Regions from separate parts of the Rattus norvegicus genome. Here region 1 is linked to region 2. Evidence: chromatin contacts called from public Hi-C data. All regions are on one chromosome and are shown on one strand. Each heading gives the region's core, a stretch centred on a gene start, on an enhancer-like site or on the middle of the called end of the contact. The rest is flanking DNA. Distances are from core to core; before and after follow the strand shown.

Region 1 (4,398 bases), core at 813-3,312, 130 kb after region 2:
CACACTTCAAGAAAACTGATTAACCTGAGGTCATGCTAAGGCGATGGGAGGAACAATTATTCCCTTAATGAAGTAATGCAAATCTGCTTCCCAGAAGTCCCTCCTCTAATATAGTTGCATACAGAGCTTCCACTATGTACTACTAAGTCTGCCTAACACGGGAAGTATAACTTTTCCTTTTCTTCCACCCCCCTCTCTTTTTTGGGGGGTAGGGGTGGAGGGTTTACTGGACCAAAGTCTAAGCATGTTTTCCTAACACCTTGGGTTTTCTCACTTGCTCTTCTGAAATTCCTTTCTTTATCTGCCATGCAGCTGCTGCCAACTTTCGTCACTGAACATTCCACCTGTCGTGGACCCTGACTCTCCCTTCACTCAGCAGCTAGTAAGATTACAGCTCACCTGCTCTGTTGTTTCTCTTTTAAAATGGCCCTTGAGCTTCATCCTCCATTGGCTTTAAAATTCCTTTTGTTGTTTTTTGTTTTGTTTGTTTATTTTGTTTTGTTTTGGAGACAGGGTTTCTCTGTAAGACCTTGGCTGAAATTCTTTTTATTAAGGAGACTAAGAATCCAATAGGAGACCCAATTTCCCCAGTAACACTGTATCAAGTAAACGAGTGTGTGTGTGTGTGTGTGTGTGTGTGTGTGTGCGCGCGTGTGTGTGCTTTCCTTGTGTTAACTACTCTTTGGCTATAGGGTTATAGGGTGTTGGCCATGGCGCTTTATAAAGTGCAAGAAAGGTATCACCCCCTTTCCTATCCCCAGCCTTCTGTGGTCCCTAACTGGACTTGAATGTGATGAAGCCTTGTATTCCTCCCCAAAGCTCTTAGACCCCTTTGCATCTCAGTGGCTGAGGAAATTAACATGTGTGATTGTGTAGTGAGATAAATGAAGATGACCTAGCTAGCCCAGTTGATAGAAATGGGAAAATAAAAACGTGTGGATCAAGTCTTTGTGAGCTCCAATCAAGTATCCAAGTCCTGAGACAAAATGTTCCAGTGAATCAGTGTCTTGGCTGGAATATTCAGTATTAATAGATTCCCTTCTCTCCCAGTAGCTGCATAGTTGAACTGGCCCTACTGTCTATATCTGTAGGGTCCCTATAGAACAGCAGCAGCTTGATATTTTCTGGAAGCAACCTTCACTTTTGTCTACTGAGGTTCATGTCTCTTGCCCAGAAACCTGTGGGATTTGGGTCGGGTCCTACAGTCTTCGGCCCTAGGGTGGCAGCAGAGATAGTCTGGTCCAAGTAAACAGGCATGCAGAGGCGTGGCAAAGCATGATTTTAGATGAGATGGAATGTTGTTTCCCACTTGGAGGGATTTCCTACCGGATTTGCACAGCACCTGGGGGAGAGTATTTGCGTGCGGAGTAAAACCCAGAACTAAACAGGGCTGGGCTTGAGAAAAAAAGGAAAGGGGACGCAAAATGGATGAATAAGGAGGCGTATTATCTGGTTGAAAAGGATTTGTGGCGGAGGCTGATTCCTAGCATCAACAACCCCCTCTGCTGGCTCTTGAATACGTTGCCTTGCCATTTTGAGATGCCATTTAGGCATTTATGGGGACATGAAACTAGGAGCGGGAAATTCCTGAGCCCAGAGACTTCTGGACCTCCCTCATGTCCCAATTCCTGTGCCTGCAAGATAGGGGAATGGAATCCCTGACCCTTCAAGCACCACAATCACTAACCCAAAAACGTTCTGGTTTTTGGCAGCTCCTCTTAAGAGCCAGAAAGCAGAAGGTGCTGCTTCATTCCAAAGGTTTCAGTCCTGAAGTTTCCGGGCGACAGATCAGAATTAACTCCCACTGCCGCAGTACCCTCAGGGGATTGTATCCTAGGCCCTGCTGGCTAGCCAATCCGGGCTTTTCTGTCTGCCCATTCTCTCTAGGCCAAGCGACACCATCTAGTTCCGCAAAAGTGCCCGCGGGAGATGACCTTGTAATTAACAAGAGGGAGGGCTCGAGGAGGCAGAAGAGGGAACTGCCAGGAGAAAGCCCAGGAGAAGCAAAATGGAGGAGGAGGCGGGGAGAGGAAACCAGGAACTGAGGCTTGTAGTATGAACGGCAGGGGGCGCGAGAGACCGCCTAAGGCCAAGGCCAAGCTCTGCAGCAGCATGGGCGTCGCCACGTAGTCCGCAGTCCGCAGTCCGCAGTCCGCAGTCCGCAGTCCGCAGTCCGCAGTCCGCAGTCCGCAGTCCGCAGTCCGCAGTCCCAGGGAGGGGCTGCCTCCCTACTTCGTGTTGCAGTGGTGGCAACAGTCTGCCTGCCTAAATGCCACCAAAAGGATCTAAGTTTGCTATGTGGACTAATCATCTGTTTCATTTCCCACCTCTTAGTATCTTCTCCATCTTCTTTTCCGTCCGCATGGTCTCTTAATATAGGTAGGTAAATGATAGATGTTAATTGAAAGGTATATGTTTAAAGGTACTTGTATTATTTGTAAGAGGAAACATTTGAATTCAAATATCATATGTAAAAGTGTGAACTAAAAAATTAAGAAAACCCGTAGACGGTTTCTCTAAAGTGTTAGGAAAACATCAAAAATATTACTGACACATTGTAGCAACACAAAAAAAATAATTTAAATCTAATCATGTAACAGGCAGGACGATCACAAATTCCTAACCAGCCTAGACTATGTAGTGAGTTCTAGGCTGACCTGGACTATAGAGACCCTGTCTCAAAAATCAGATAATAATGAAAAGGGGAGACAAAAATAAATTTCAAACTACAAAAAAAATCTTTTGTAGATGTGGAAGTACTTTTTCGTTTGAAATTGGTAGAGTGTCCATAAATCATATTCAAATGAAGCATGATCCTCCCTTTGTTTACAGATGAAGAGATGCAAACTGCATCTTGGTTGTTATAGGGGCAGGGCTTGAGGAAGACATGAGGGTTCCCCATTAAACCTCAGCTGTCAGGGAGACACATCTCTTTCCTTTCTGCTTCTACCCAGGTATTCCATCTTTTGACCAACAATGCCAGCCTCTTAACCCCCACACCAAATCTGAAAATCCTGGGCCTCCTGATCTCCTATTAACATGTCTCTGCTGAAAAAAGCTAAGAATTTCTCAGTCTAATAAATAGACCAAATCTTCACACCTGACACTAGAAGCACAGACATTTAGGCTCCACTGTACAGCTTCCTAGAAACTACACACACACACACACACACACACACACACACACACGCACGCACGCACGCACGCACGCACGCACGCACGCACGCACGCGCATCAGACAAACGAAGCAGCTTTTCACTGCCAAGTATTCTGCCCCTGGAGGATGGTGCTCAGAGAAGTCTGTGTTTCCTGCTAGGAGGTTTCAGAGCAGCTGTGCAGCAAAGCTTTTGGTGGGATGAAAGGAACTTAAAGAGACCCAGTTGATATGTGCTAGGCACAATTTGGCGTCCAATGCATTGTGAAAAAAAAATAGACACTAAAATGGCACTGTGGCAAGAATGGTGGTACTACCTGTAGTCCCAGCTACTCAGGAGGATGAGTTTCTAGGGACAATCTGGGCTACACTGAGAGTAAATATTACATGCATGTGCATGTGTAACACCTCCTCCTCAACCAAATAAGCACCAATCACTTTCAGGAGTTTCCTAAGCTAGTCCCTTATACTTGATCACTTGACTGTATATGGGTGAGAGCACAGGATCAGGGAAGGAATCTGCTTTAGCACAGTCCTCCACCCCCTCTCCACCCTCTCCCCCAAGATGTACAGAAGGAAAACTGCAGCAGACAACACCATGTGAGAGAAAGCCTTGGCATCTTTCATCCAAATGTGGAGCAGCATTCTGTCTTGGTCCTTTTGACTGAAAGGGTGACCTATTTGACTGAAAGAGTGGCCTATTTCCTGTACTTTTTTTTTTTTTTTTTGGTTCTTTTTTTCGGAGCTGGGGACTGAACCCAGGGCCTTGCGCTTCCTAGGCAAGCGCTCTACCACTGAGCTAAATCCCCAACCCCTATTTCCTGTACTCTTGATGCACAGCTCTGGCTGCAGCTGGTCTGAGGTCTGTGTCTGTCAAAGCTGCCGAATGAACTCGTCCTTCTCCCCACCCCACATGCCTGGTTGGCCTGGGGCCAGAGAGGACCTGGCAGTGAGATGCTGGAGAAGTAGAACCACTCTGACTCATTCCTGTCCCTCCTCTGCTCAGGAAAATGCCGACCTCTTTTGTTCTCTGCACCTGGAATGGTATCTCTCTTCCAACTTGTCACCATGACTTGATTCAATGGAGGTATGAATCAGGATCTGGAAGTGACTCAGGCATGGAAGGGAGGGGGTGGACCCGTCTACATTACTTCCTGTCCTTGTGCCTTCGACCACTACACATGTCTAGGAAGAGAGAATCAAGGGGGCCAGGAAATGGCATCTGTCATTTTGCCTACTTCTTG
Region 2 (4,785 bases), core at 1,054-3,553:
GCCTGGCATACAGAAGGCATTCAATAATCTTCCCTTCTTATCATCATATAGTCATTGTGATGGGTTTCATAAAGAGTTTCTTTCAAGTATATCACATAATTTGATCGTATTCATAGACCCATACCCCCACTTCCTTCATCCCCATAATCTTTTTTTTTTTTTTTTTTGGAGCTGAGGACCGAACCCAGGGCCTTGCGCTTGCTAGGCAAGCGCTCTACCACTGAGCTAAATCCCAAACCCCTCCCATAATCATTTTTTAACAATTGTTACTACATTTTTTTCTGAGTACATGTGAAGGTTTAAAATCAGTTCTCTCCTCCACTATGTGGATCCTGGATATTGAAATCAAGTTGGCCCTATCACCCTTGATCTTTAAATGGGGAAATTCCAAGAGGTAGCCAGACATCTCTGCATAGGATCAGGGCAGGTCATCCAGGATACAAGCGTTTCTTGAAGTGATGAGGAAGAGTCATCCTCACAGCCTTAAGTGGGGCCCATTTTGCCCTTTCTTGTTCCTTTTTTTTTCTAGGCTCAGCGACAGCCTCACCAAGGACTCCATGAATATCAAGGCCAATATCCACATGATGCTAGAGGTGAGAGCAGCTCACTCCACTCGACCCTTCAAATATATTTAGGGTGATAACCTGAAGACAGGAGAAATCCAAAGAAGGGAGGGGTCATCTTTCCTTCTAAATTAAAAACCAAAGGAGTGAAAATCAGAGCAAACCTGGGACAAGACCTAGACCCAGCCTCTGTTCAGTATACTTTGTCCTCTTTTACAGGGACTTAGAGAACTACAAGGCCTGCAGAATTTCCCAGAGCCATCTCCCCATTGACTGCATCTTCCCAGCCTCCAATATTAAACAGCCTGAATGCCTTGGAATCACATAGCCCTTTTTTCCCCTAATTTTCACTAATTGACTAAGTGCTCCAGAGACCAAAATTACTGGAAGACCCATCCTTTCTGTTGAACCTCTAAAACATTCTTGCCTTTAGAACATCTTGTATTTTCCTCCAGACTTTATGCTTTACCCTCTTTTGTCACCTTTCGAACCTTGACACTGCTCCTCACACTTTAATTCCTTTTCCTAGATATTTGTATTGGTGCCCTTTGTATTACCATAAAGAATGGACTGATTGGTGAGCTGAAGATGAGATTCAATTGGTAGAGTGCTTGCATATCACACATGAAACCTTAAATTCAGTCCCCAGTTCTGTGTACACAAGCTGGATGTGTGGCACACCTGTGACCAGGTCACTCAAAAGATAGAGGCAGAAGGATTTTTAAGTTTAAGGCAATCCTGGGCTACATGAGACCCTTGAAACAAATTTTTAAGGTTCCAGTTCAAAGTGATTTGTTTCCATGGCCCTCAGCTTTTTACTTCATATCCTAAGGGTTATTATGGTTTCACAATCCAGTGGTCATCCAGGTACCCTAAATATCATTACCACCCAACCCTTAATTTGGTCCCTAAATAGTGGTTCCAATAGTTCTAAATAGTTCTAGTTTCCACCCGTAGACAGATCCTGCCCTCCCTGCTACAGCCCCTACAGCCTAGGTTTTAGTCCAGTCTTAGATAACTAAGAACCAAATTCCATCTGTATAACTGACTGCAGCTTGCCTCTGCCCTTGTAGACAGTTAATTTCCACCTCTCAACTCCTCTGTATATCTGGCAGCCGCTCCTGCCTCCTCCCTCTGCTGGATTCTAAATTCGTCTTGCCTAGCTAATTACCATAGCTTTACCCTACCCGCCTACATAGCCCTACCCTGCTGCTATTCCCCTTTCTAAATAAGTCCTGTTTCCGCTGAACCGTTTGATGAGCAGCACCACCTACTTTTATGTTTTGGCCGCTGTCTGGGAGTTTCCACCAATCAGCTGAAAACAGAGCCCATCCAACCACCCCTCCATCCTCTGGGGCTGTCTGTCTGCCATCAATTCTCATTTAAGCCAATCGGTGTGAACTGGGCGACCTCCCTCGGCCCCGCCCCAACCTTGGCACTTGGCTAACCAGTCTTAGACCCAATCGGCATGAAGCACTAGCGCCGCCCAACACCTACGGATTCAGTCGGCTACCCGGCAGTCCATCAATCCCCTTTAAGCCTATCATGTCATAGCTCTGTTAGGATTCCAATACCACCGCCACCAGGCCCTGAAGCTGCGCTTGGAGTCTTGGCATTTTATCCAATCAACGAGCAGCAGAAGGCTTGGCTCCTCCCACGAGGGCCCACGTGAGCGCTGGGGAAACGCAGGGGCGGCTTCTGGTTGCTGCTTCAGCCGCCGCCGCCGCCGCCGCCGCCGCCGCCTTGGAACCCGGGCCTGGGGGGCGGTGGGGCCTCGTATGGAGCCCCCGCCCCCCGGAGCTGCCGCTGCCACCGCCGCGCCACACGCAGGTGAGCCCCAGGCCCACAAGGTGGAGGCCCCTGACCATGACCCTACGTATCTTCTCCCCCACGCAAGGCTTGGCCCGGCCTGCCGGTGTTTGGCTCCACTACCATCAACTGATTGTCCTTGCCTGCTCCTTTTGCCCTTTATAGTGGATCTGAACGTGAACTAACCTCCTGCTGTCTGTATAATGGATCGGTCTGTGAGCTTATGATTTTCCCCACCCCAACTTAATGGACTCGTCTGTGGTCTTGCCCTCCCCAACCCCCACTTAACTGGGAACGAGTCTGTTGCATTGTCCAGTCCCCCTTTAGTAGTAGATGTGTCTAAAATGTTTCCATTTCCCCTAGCCTCATATTTAAGGGGAGCCTTCTGTAGCCTTGTTTAGTGAACCCCTCATGTTTATTGTAGTGAATCAAAATATGGCACTCTACCCACTCCAGACACCCCATGTTTGTTCAACAGTGAGTTCACCCAAGTTTATATTATTGCCCCTTGGGTCTCCCCAGTGCACCTCCTCCTACTGCCCCCATCTTACCGTGAATTAGTTTGCATGCTTGCATTCATATCCCTCTATCACCATCCTGACTTTTCCTCCTTTATATGTAGACTCCGATCTTTGGACTGCTTCCTTTTAACAGTGGGTCAATTTGGTGCTTTGTATTTTTGTATATATTTTTGTATATTTTCAACAGCCCAGTCTATGGCCTTGTCCTATCCTTCATTTTAATTAATCATTATGTCATTATGTGATGGCTTTTCTTCTCTGTGGTTGTAAAGGAATCAGCTTAAACCATATCTCACTTCTGTAATGGTTCTGTTCAGAAACCTTCTGCCACCCCAGTGTTTACATTCTCTCATATCCTTCAGAGTTCAGAGCTTGCAATCCCTCCCCAAAGAAGATAGGCTTTGTACTTTTACTTCCCTCCTTCTCTCCATGTACTGGGTCAATCTTCTCTGTCCCCCATCTCTTAGGAGGTCCTGTGTACTTGTGAAACCCAGGGACTTTTAATGTATACCATGTCTCCTCATAGACACCCTTAAGCACTAGACATTTTACTTTGCTACAGTACTCAAGTACAGTAGTGGTCCTAATGTTAATGACAATTGGATCTAACCTTTATACTTTACACTTACTGTGTAAGCAGGCAGAGTGTTCTATAGTCTCCAGCTTGCTTATTCCTCATCATAGCCCTGTGAGACAGGTAACTGAGAAAACTAGGGCATATGAAGGTTAAAAGCCTTACTCAGAGATGGCCTAGTAACTACTTAGGTAGAAGAACACTTTTGACATGCCCCTCTCTTACCTCATTGCATCCCATAAGAGGGTGCATTCCTTAACAGCCAAACTTGTTCCAGTTACCAGGCTTTTGTTTCTGCTGTGTTTTCTGCCAACAGAGCTGTCTCATTCTACACTGGTCTCAGGACCCATCACCTCAAGTCCCAGCAGTGCTTAACTACTTTCTCCCTGTACTGGGCTAAAATGGGGGAGTCAGAACTATATCCTTTCCAGTCTGGATAAAAAATATATGGGTTAATTAAACAAGTCAACTCTCCTTACCTCCTTCATCTCCACATTTCAGACCCATGCTACAGCATTGCTGACCTCCTCACTGCTTCTCAAAAATAGCAGGTACAGGCGGGCCTCAGGGCCTTTGCATTAGCTCTTCTTTCTCCCTTAACTCTACTCCCATATCTCTGTGTGGCAACTTCCAAGGTCCTAAAACCCAAAGGAATTTTTTCACTACCCTGTGCAGGGAGCACACTAAAGATATTTGTAAGAATGCCATTTGAGAATAAAATGAGTGTGAAAGGATGTGTTAACAGAAATGTGACGTTGGTGATTTGAAAAGGCGTAAATAGAAAAGATGTTTGAGAGAGTGCTTACATGTCTTTGCATCTGAATAGTGTTATTTCAGTAAAACAAGTATTTGTCACACTGGTGCTTGGGATATAATGTATAATGGTGCATAAAAGATACATATAAAAATGTTTCAAATGATGTTTTTTGTGTGAAACAAAGTAATCAACATCCACCCCTCCTTGACCATCTGATTTTGCATACCCAGCAGAGTTCACATCTCTTTCCTCCTTGCTTTGTCCCTTTGTACTCTATCATGGTTAGGTACACTATACAGCTTATATACATGTCTATCTCTTCTCAGAATAAACATCCTATGGGGACTTACAGGCTTTATCTGCCTATTCAGTGTTCTACCTTCATGTAAAAATGTGCCTTCTGTACAGTAGGTACTTGAAATAATCTGCTGCACAAATTAACTTGGGGGAGGTGTAGTATCTAGACTGTTGGTGATGGCTCACAGCTATATATTTCCAGCATGGAAGACCAAGAGAGAATTTACCAGAAATAAAAACTAGCCTGGGTGACATAGTTTCAGA

What was found. Hi-C and Micro-C count contacts between places; a contact is called where the count stands out from the background.
Region 1: a Hi-C map of the Rat2 cell line shows a contact between it and region 2, with 11 times the contacts expected there. The contact joins the enhancer-like site here to the promoter of Elk1 in region 2. A contact is called at or near these places in 6 of 12 Hi-C or Micro-C datasets (the A7r5 cell line, the Rat2 cell line, Schwann cells and 3 more).

What each region holds. Positions count from the first base shown.
Region 1 is chrX:3,818,194-3,822,591 of GRCr8, forward strand. All of the region lies in intron 1 of LOC134484040 (a long non-coding RNA gene), which reads left to right. It also overlaps a transcript of Araf not described here and the pseudogene LOC134484039. Among named protein-coding and RNA genes, the nearest start is that of Araf, 28 kb to the left of the region's middle. Within about 2 kb of position 2,063, at least 36 of the 93 cell types and tissues checked have an H3K27ac peak or open chromatin away from gene starts, as enhancers often do.
Region 2 is chrX:3,691,062-3,695,846 of GRCr8, forward strand. It overlaps Elk1 (ETS transcription factor ELK1), which reads left to right and starts at 2,304. Exons shown (of 7, transcript NM_001108059.3): 1 at 2,304-2,393. It overlaps Uxt (ubiquitously-expressed, prefoldin-like chaperone), which reads left to right. Exons shown (of 6, transcript NM_001006982.1): 5 at 530-593; 6 at 783-883. The coding sequence ends at 836.